Regions from separate parts of the Arachis hypogaea genome. Here region 2 is linked to region 1. A link is a contact called in public Hi-C data. All regions are on one chromosome and are shown on one strand. Each heading gives the region's core, a stretch centred on a gene start, on an enhancer-like site or on the middle of the called end of the contact. The rest is flanking DNA. Distances are from core to core; before and after follow the strand shown.

The links. A called contact is a pair of places that touch in the nucleus more often than the background predicts.
Region 2: a contact with region 1 is called in a Hi-C map of leaf, with 2.6 times the contacts expected there. The contact joins the promoter of LOC112696444 here to the promoter of LOC112696441 in region 1. A contact is called at or near these places in 3 of 8 Hi-C or Micro-C datasets (leaf and an unstated tissue).

The regions. Positions count from the first base shown.
Region 1 is chr6:21,184,177-21,187,689 of arahy.Tifrunner.gnm2.J5K5, reverse strand. LOC112696441 (serine/threonine-protein kinase AFC1) reads right to left here and starts at 1,965. Exons shown (of 12, transcript XM_025749210.3): 1 at 1,472-1,965; 2 at 943-1,117; 3 at 632-658; 4 at 352-505; 5 at 219-267; 6 at 1-103. The coding sequence starts at 1,597. LOC112696442 (diaminopimelate epimerase, chloroplastic) reads left to right here and starts at 2,047. Exons shown (of 9, transcript XM_025749213.2): 1 at 2,047-2,350; 2 at 2,427-2,594; 3 at 2,693-2,763; 4 at 2,942-2,999; 5 at 3,122-3,301. The coding sequence starts at 2,081.
Region 2 is chr6:21,382,354-21,385,866 of arahy.Tifrunner.gnm2.J5K5, reverse strand. It overlaps LOC112696444 (protein SLOW GREEN 1, chloroplastic), which reads right to left and starts at 1,604. Exons shown (of 1, transcript XM_025749216.2): 1 at 147-1,604. The coding sequence starts at 1,489. The coding sequence ends at 422.

The DNA.
Region 1 (3,513 bases), core at 716-3,215:
CCAAAAGTTGTCTGGCAAACTCCCGAACTAGATCAATGGGAAAAGAACGATAGCTGTTTTTGCGTAGAAAATCGTATAAGCTTGGTCCAAGCTTCTCAAATACCTGTTGAAACCATTTCAATAGATCCGCAAGTTTTTTAACTCACAGAATACTTAAACATGATGGAATAGATACTCCTGTCATATTAATCAAATTACAAGTATCAATAAATACTTACAATACAAATATGATTACGATAGTCAAACCAATTCCGTATTTGCACACAACTGCAAAGAACGAAACCACTTATACCACAATTACTTTTTAACATCTACAACCAATAATGGAAGAGAACCAGAATGAACTCTTACCGAGAACCAGAAACATCATGTTTGGCTAGCCTCATCAGCACATCAATTTCAGTCATTGCTGCCTCACGATACTTGATTAGGGAGCGAACAATTTTAATTGCCACAACTTCTTTCTTTTCATTGTCAAAACATTCCAAGACTTGACCAAATGTTCCTGAAGGACATTCAAGCATCCAAATTAGACCATAACATTTAGGAATAAAACAACTCCAAGAATAGGATTTTTTTAGTAAGCTTAAAAATCTTATCCCATAAAAAGAACCAGAATCTTGGATGCTACCTTCCCCCATTTTACCAAGAATCCTGTCTGCAAACATAACAGAATCAATTTTAGTTAAGGACACATATGACCTAAGCATAAAGCTATACATAATAGCAAAAAATGACAAAAGAAAACAAATCTACCCAACAGAGATTCATTTGTTAAAATTAATCATTCAAAATCTCAGTTTAGATGAGTCATAAATAGAAACTTGGAAAGATGAAAAAAAAAAAAAAGTAGGGAAGGCAGGAGGCTCTATGATACTAGACTTAACAAACAGAGCATTGCAAACCAATATACTTCATATTAAATGAGGATGAATCACCTACATCGTGGTGTCAAATTTTCACCCACGGCAAAAACATAGTGACCATCTTTATCATCAGGCCTCCAAGGGGGCGATCCATTTCGAGACGTTCCCCTATAAAACATGGATGATGAATAAACATGATTTGGAACAATGCCATTCCCAACCTCCTGGCTGCGATTTGAAGCTGGAAGAACCTGCAACCATTCACAGACCAATCAACCAAAAATTAAGCAAAAAAATGTTTCCATCATTTAAAATTATATGACTCCAATACACAACAATCAAGCCTAATGTTGCTTATAAATCAACCTAAACTTCATCCATATGAAATACACCAACTGTGATAATAATTAATAATTTCTATACACATTAATTGAGCTAAAAATGTCCAAACCAGAGGCAAATTTGTTTATTTAATTTTAAAAAAAAGTAAGCATCAAATTGATATACAAATCAATTCACTAGTATGAAATTACGAGCAATCAAGCATAGGGGAAATTACGAAAAAGATAAAGATGCCGAGAAGAAAGAATGAGATAAATGAAAACCTTGCAAGGAAGAGGAGGAGGAATAGGAGGCGGAGGAGGAGGCATGTCCCATGTTAAACGAGGTCTCTTCCTTGGCCTCTTGTCTATGCTCCTATGCGGAATCTCCATTATCCGCTGCGTCTCCATTTACCTGAGCATGAAGCTCTCGTCACGATATAGCATAAGAATTCTGAACTGAACTCGATTGTTTTCAGATCACGTCCGGATCAGAAAACACACCAAGTTGGGGAAATTCTGTTCCGAATAACCACCTAAAGTTGGATCGGATGAGAGAGAGAGAGAGAGAGAGAGAGAGAGAGAGAGAGAGATGGAGAATGGGTTCAGGCTTAACCGTGGTTAACAGAATGCTGAAGCGTTATCATCATTCATCAACGGAACCGATGGTTATGGATTTCGGCCAACATTATTTTCTTGAGGAACAAATTATACGGCCCATAAAAGCCCAATTTGAGGCCCAAATTATACAGCCCATAAAAGCCCAATAATACTGTAACCACTGTAATGGTAAAAAAAAAAAAAACAACGAATTCAAGTCGTTAAGTCAGATCGGGACAGCGATGAGGAGAGTCGAAGTCGAGCATTGCAGGAAGCAATCATCAGCGTTCAGCCATGGCCATAGCCGCTACCATTTCTCTTCCTATTACTTCTCCGACGCGCCGCCACAACAGTCTTCTTCGCCATTCTTCTTCCACCACGCTATCCGTTTTGGCCACTCCTCAACGCACTCTTAAATACACTAACCCTCGCATCGTCGCTTCTTCTTCTTCGATGAGCATCGATGCTCCCGTCAAAACCTCAACCAGTTCGTTTCTCGAGCGCAAGGAGTCCGGCTTCCTCCACTTCGCCAAGTACCACGGCCTCGGAAACGACTTCGTTTTGGTGAGCCATTCCGCCACGTCATCATTTCCCCAACCTTCTTTCCCCTTTATAACATTGCGTGTGGGTTTCTGAATAGATTGATAATAGAGACTCTTCGGAGCCAAAGATCACTGCTGAGAAAGCCGTTCAGCTCTGTGACCGTAACTTTGGCGTTGGTGCCGATGGAGTTATCTTTGTTCTTCCTGGAATCAATGGCACTGACTATACCATGAGAATTTTTAATTCTGATGGTAGTGAACCGGAGGTAATCAATAGACTCTTCTTTCTTTTATTATTATTTTTGTTATTAATTATCGATTGTTGATATTTTATTCACTTAAATTGGTACCTTTTTCTCGTTAGATGTGTGGCAATGGAGTGCGATGCTTTGCCAAATTTGTTTCTCAGCTTGAGAATTTACACGGCAGGCACAGGTAATACTCATTCTCTAATTACTCAGAAGATTTCACACTGTTTTGCTTGTTATAGCGAGTAGCCTGCGATATTGTGTGGATATCTGTAATGGTAGCGGACTTGTTATGAATGAATAGCTTGTTGAAAATATCGTATAACAATGTTTGTAAGGCTTTGTTGTTGTTTGTTTGTTTGCAGTTTTACCGTACACACTGGTGCTGGTCTCATTGTTCCCGAAATCGTAGAGGATGGGAACGTAAGTTGTTATTGGGCTAGTATTTGCAGTTTACTTATTTAGTGTTGTTGGTTGGTTTAGAATTGAAGGGTTTTGTTTTCAAACTTATCTGGTATTCATTCCTGTAGTACTAACTGTTTCAGGTCAGAGTTGATATGGGGGAGCCGATTCTTAAACCATCAGATGTTCCTACTAAGTTACCTGCAAATAAGGACGGTGCTGTTGTTAAAGCAAAACTAGATGTAGATGGAGTTACATGGAATGTCACTTGTGTTAGCATGGGAAATCCACACTGTATAACATTCAGTAATGAAGAAAGCCAGGTCTATACTTTTAACATACAATATATAATTGCATAGTTACAATTCCCATTTTTAATTATCTTCATTCTTCATGCATTTGTTTCTATCCAAAGGGATGAAGCTGTGTAAGATGGCAAAGAAGTACAAAAAAAACCCAATAAATGACCACTGCGATAATATTCTGTTACAGATGCATAGATATTCATTGGCACAATTGAATGTACAACCTTTTA
Region 2 (3,513 bases), core at 355-2,854, 200 kb before region 1:
TTGCTCCGTAAAATGTTTCGATATATAGTAGTAGCATACGATTATCCTATATTCCTGTTGTTGCTGAATTAATGTAGCCAAGCTCTTCTGCCTCTCCAAAGACAGGTATAATTCCATTTTGATCATGTTTCAGCGAGATAGAGAAAGATAGAAAAACCCAAAATGGAAGGGATATCATAATATTTTGAAGAGTTGTTTGATAAAAGCTTGTAACTATGAACTGTTATGAACCCAGAATAAACTGATCTAAAGACATGGTATCTATATTCACCAGAGAACCAACCAGAGGTAATCTCATGAAAGACTACTACGCTAATCACCTACGTAAACACCTGGGGTTAAAAATAGCAAAACATAAGGGAACAAGAACTCATTAAAGACCTCTCAGTGGAACAATCCACAAATTCTTTGATTTCTCTAGTCAGCTCCTAGCAGCAGCTCCTTCCCTCTCAACCTTCTGCGAGAAAAACTTGGTGGCAGACATATTGTCCTCGAAATATTCCTTGTAAGGATGGTTCTTGGGGACGAGCCTTCGGAACTTGTTGAACTGCTTCTCAGCTTCGTCTTTCTTCTTCAGCAAGGTGTATATAATACCCTGACAAAGATAAGGCCTGAAATCCCTTGGTTCCTCCTTCACAAGATCCTGGTAAGCCTTGAGAGCCGCATCAAGGTCTCCCTCCATGACCTTTATCTGCGCGATCAAGAGCCTGAAGTCCCTGACCTCTGAATTCCTGTTCTGCTTCTTGCACTGCTCCATGGCAACCTCAATCCTCCTGAACAAATCATTCAACGGAAGCTTGGACTCAAAGGCGGTCATTGCGAGGCCGTGGTAGGCTTCAACGCGAAGCGGGTCTCTCTGGAGAATTTCCTCGAACACGTCGCGTGCAAGGTCAACTTGATCGTTGTAGACGTGCATGTGAGCCTTGAGGAGTGGCCACTCGGACTCTTGAGGCTCCAGCTCGATGAGCCTGTCAATGATGCCAATGGCCTCGTCGATTTTGCGCGCTCTGATCTTGAGCTCCATGAGAGTGCGGAGGGCTTCGATGTCGGAGGGGTTTGTGCTGAGGTGCTCCTCGATTTCCTTTTCTTTCTCCTCGTTGGGGGCGTCGGGGTCGGCGGAGGTGTAGGACTCGGCGGTGGCGGAGGGTGAGGTGAGGGGGGCGGCGATGACGGGGTTATGGCGGAGGCGCATGAAGAAGAATGCGGTGGCGAAGATGACGATGCAGGTGGTTTCGAAGGCTGGCGAGAGGATGGGGTTTATTAGGGTTTTGAGAAAACGGGAGAGGAGATCGTCGTTTTGGGGTTTGGGGTGGTTTTGGGAGGAGGCGCGAATGGATGAGGACTTAAAGGTGGTTGAAGAAGAAGGAGGGAAGGAGAGGGAGAATGGAGAGAGTGATGATGAACGGTGGGGATTGAGGGACAGGTGCCGGAGAGAGGCCATGGGTGCCCGTGTGGGTGAGACCACAGTGGGAGTGGCGAGTGGGAACATTGGAAGAAGGCTAAAACCCTGAACCTGTGAGAGATGAGGTACAAAGAGGGAGAGCCGCGGAGCTAGACTTTTTTAGCAGGGATGACCAATATTAGATTACGCTTATTTTTTATTTGATTTAAAAATTTTACTCATTTTATCAGAATCTATTTATTTTTTGGTTAATCACAAAAACCGTCTATTTATCCTACTTTAACTATTGACTAAAATAACTTATTTAGAGACTTGCTACACATGCAAATCTTTTTGTGATACAAATTTATATAAATTAATTTAAATTTAACAAAAACAACTCTAAAATTAGAATGTATAAATACACACCTCCTCAACTTTGAATAGCGCGAAATGAGAAACGGTTCTTCTTCAACGTTTGTATTCCACGTTCTTCCTCCTACTCCTCCTTCTTCTTCTTCTTCTTCTCCTTTTTTGCATTCTTCCTCCTTTTCTTCGCATTCATTCTTCTTCTTCTTTACGTGTTTCATCCTCATCATGGTTCTTTTTATTGTTGTTATTGTTGCTGCATTTTTTTCCTTCTCCTCTTTCTATTAATTTTGCAACATTATGTATTTTTTCTTCTTTGTCAAATTTTTTCCCCCAAGAAGAATTAAAAGAAAATAAAATAAGAAGATGAGGAAAAAGAAGCAGTAGAAGATAAGGAGGAAGAGGAAGAGTTTTGAATTATGCAGAACTTATCAGAATAAAAATACACTCAAAAATCTTAAAATACATCAAAATATCTTCATGTTACACCCAAATATCTTTGTGTTACACCCAAATTTGCTACAAATACAGAAAAATATTTCCTCTAATACTGCTTTTTCTTTTTTTTCCTTATTTCTTTCTTTCTTTTAGTTAAATGAAAGTAAGTTCATCTTCTTCCAAGTAATTTTACAGCATTATGTGTTTCTTCTTCTTTGTTTGATTTTTTTGTTTTTATTCTTGTTAAGAGATTAAAACAAGAAAAAACTTGAGAAGGTAAAACAAAAAAGAAAAGATGAATAAGAAAAAAAGAAGAAGAAGAAGATGATGATGATGATGAAAAAAAAAAAGAAACAGCAGAAGATGAGAAGGAGGAAGAGAAAGAGTTTTGAATTATATAGAACTTATCAGAATAAAAATATACCAAAAATTCTTAAAATACACCCAAATGTCATCGTGTTACATCCAAATATTCTCGTGTTACACCCAAATTTGTTACAAATACAGAAAAAGATTTTCTCTAATGTTGCATTTTTTTCTTCTTCTTTTTTTTTTCCTTATTTCTTTCTTTCTTTTAGTTAAATGAATGTAAGTTCATCCTCTTCCAAGTAATTTTACAACATTATGTGTTTCTTCTTCTTTTTTGTATAATTTTTTGTTTTTATTCTTGTTAAGAGAGTAAAACAAGAATAAACTTGAGAAGGTAAAACAAAAAAGAAAAGATTAATAAGAAAAAAAAAGAAGAAGAAGATGGTATTAATGATGAAAAAAAAAAGAAGAAGCAATAGAAGATGAGGAAGAGGAAGAGGAAGAGTTTTAAATTATGCAGAACTTATCAGAATAAAAATACACTCAAAATTCTTAAAATATACTCAAATATCTTCCTGTTACACCCAAATATCTTCGTATTACACCCAAATTTGCTGCAAATACAAAAAAATTTCTCTAATGCTACATTTTTTCTTCTGAATTGAACCACACCTAGGCCACTTGATTGGTTCAATTGACAATCTGAACCTGAATTATTCATTATCTTCAACAACGAGATAACTGATAATGGAGGAGAAAGAGAAATAGAAAGGAGGAGAAGAAATTCCAATGAAGAAGAACGTGCAGTAATGATACGAAGCGCATGGATATAAATGACTTGTAAAGACTTGTATGAGAAAAACGTTTGCATGTGGAGAATAATTGTAACTTTTAATAATTTAAAAACATGGACGAAATATTCCGTCATAAAAAAAATGTTTTTTGTTAACAAAAATATCTGATGTGATAAAATAGAATTGCTACATAACACACTTTTTTCTTAGCAACCTCCCTTT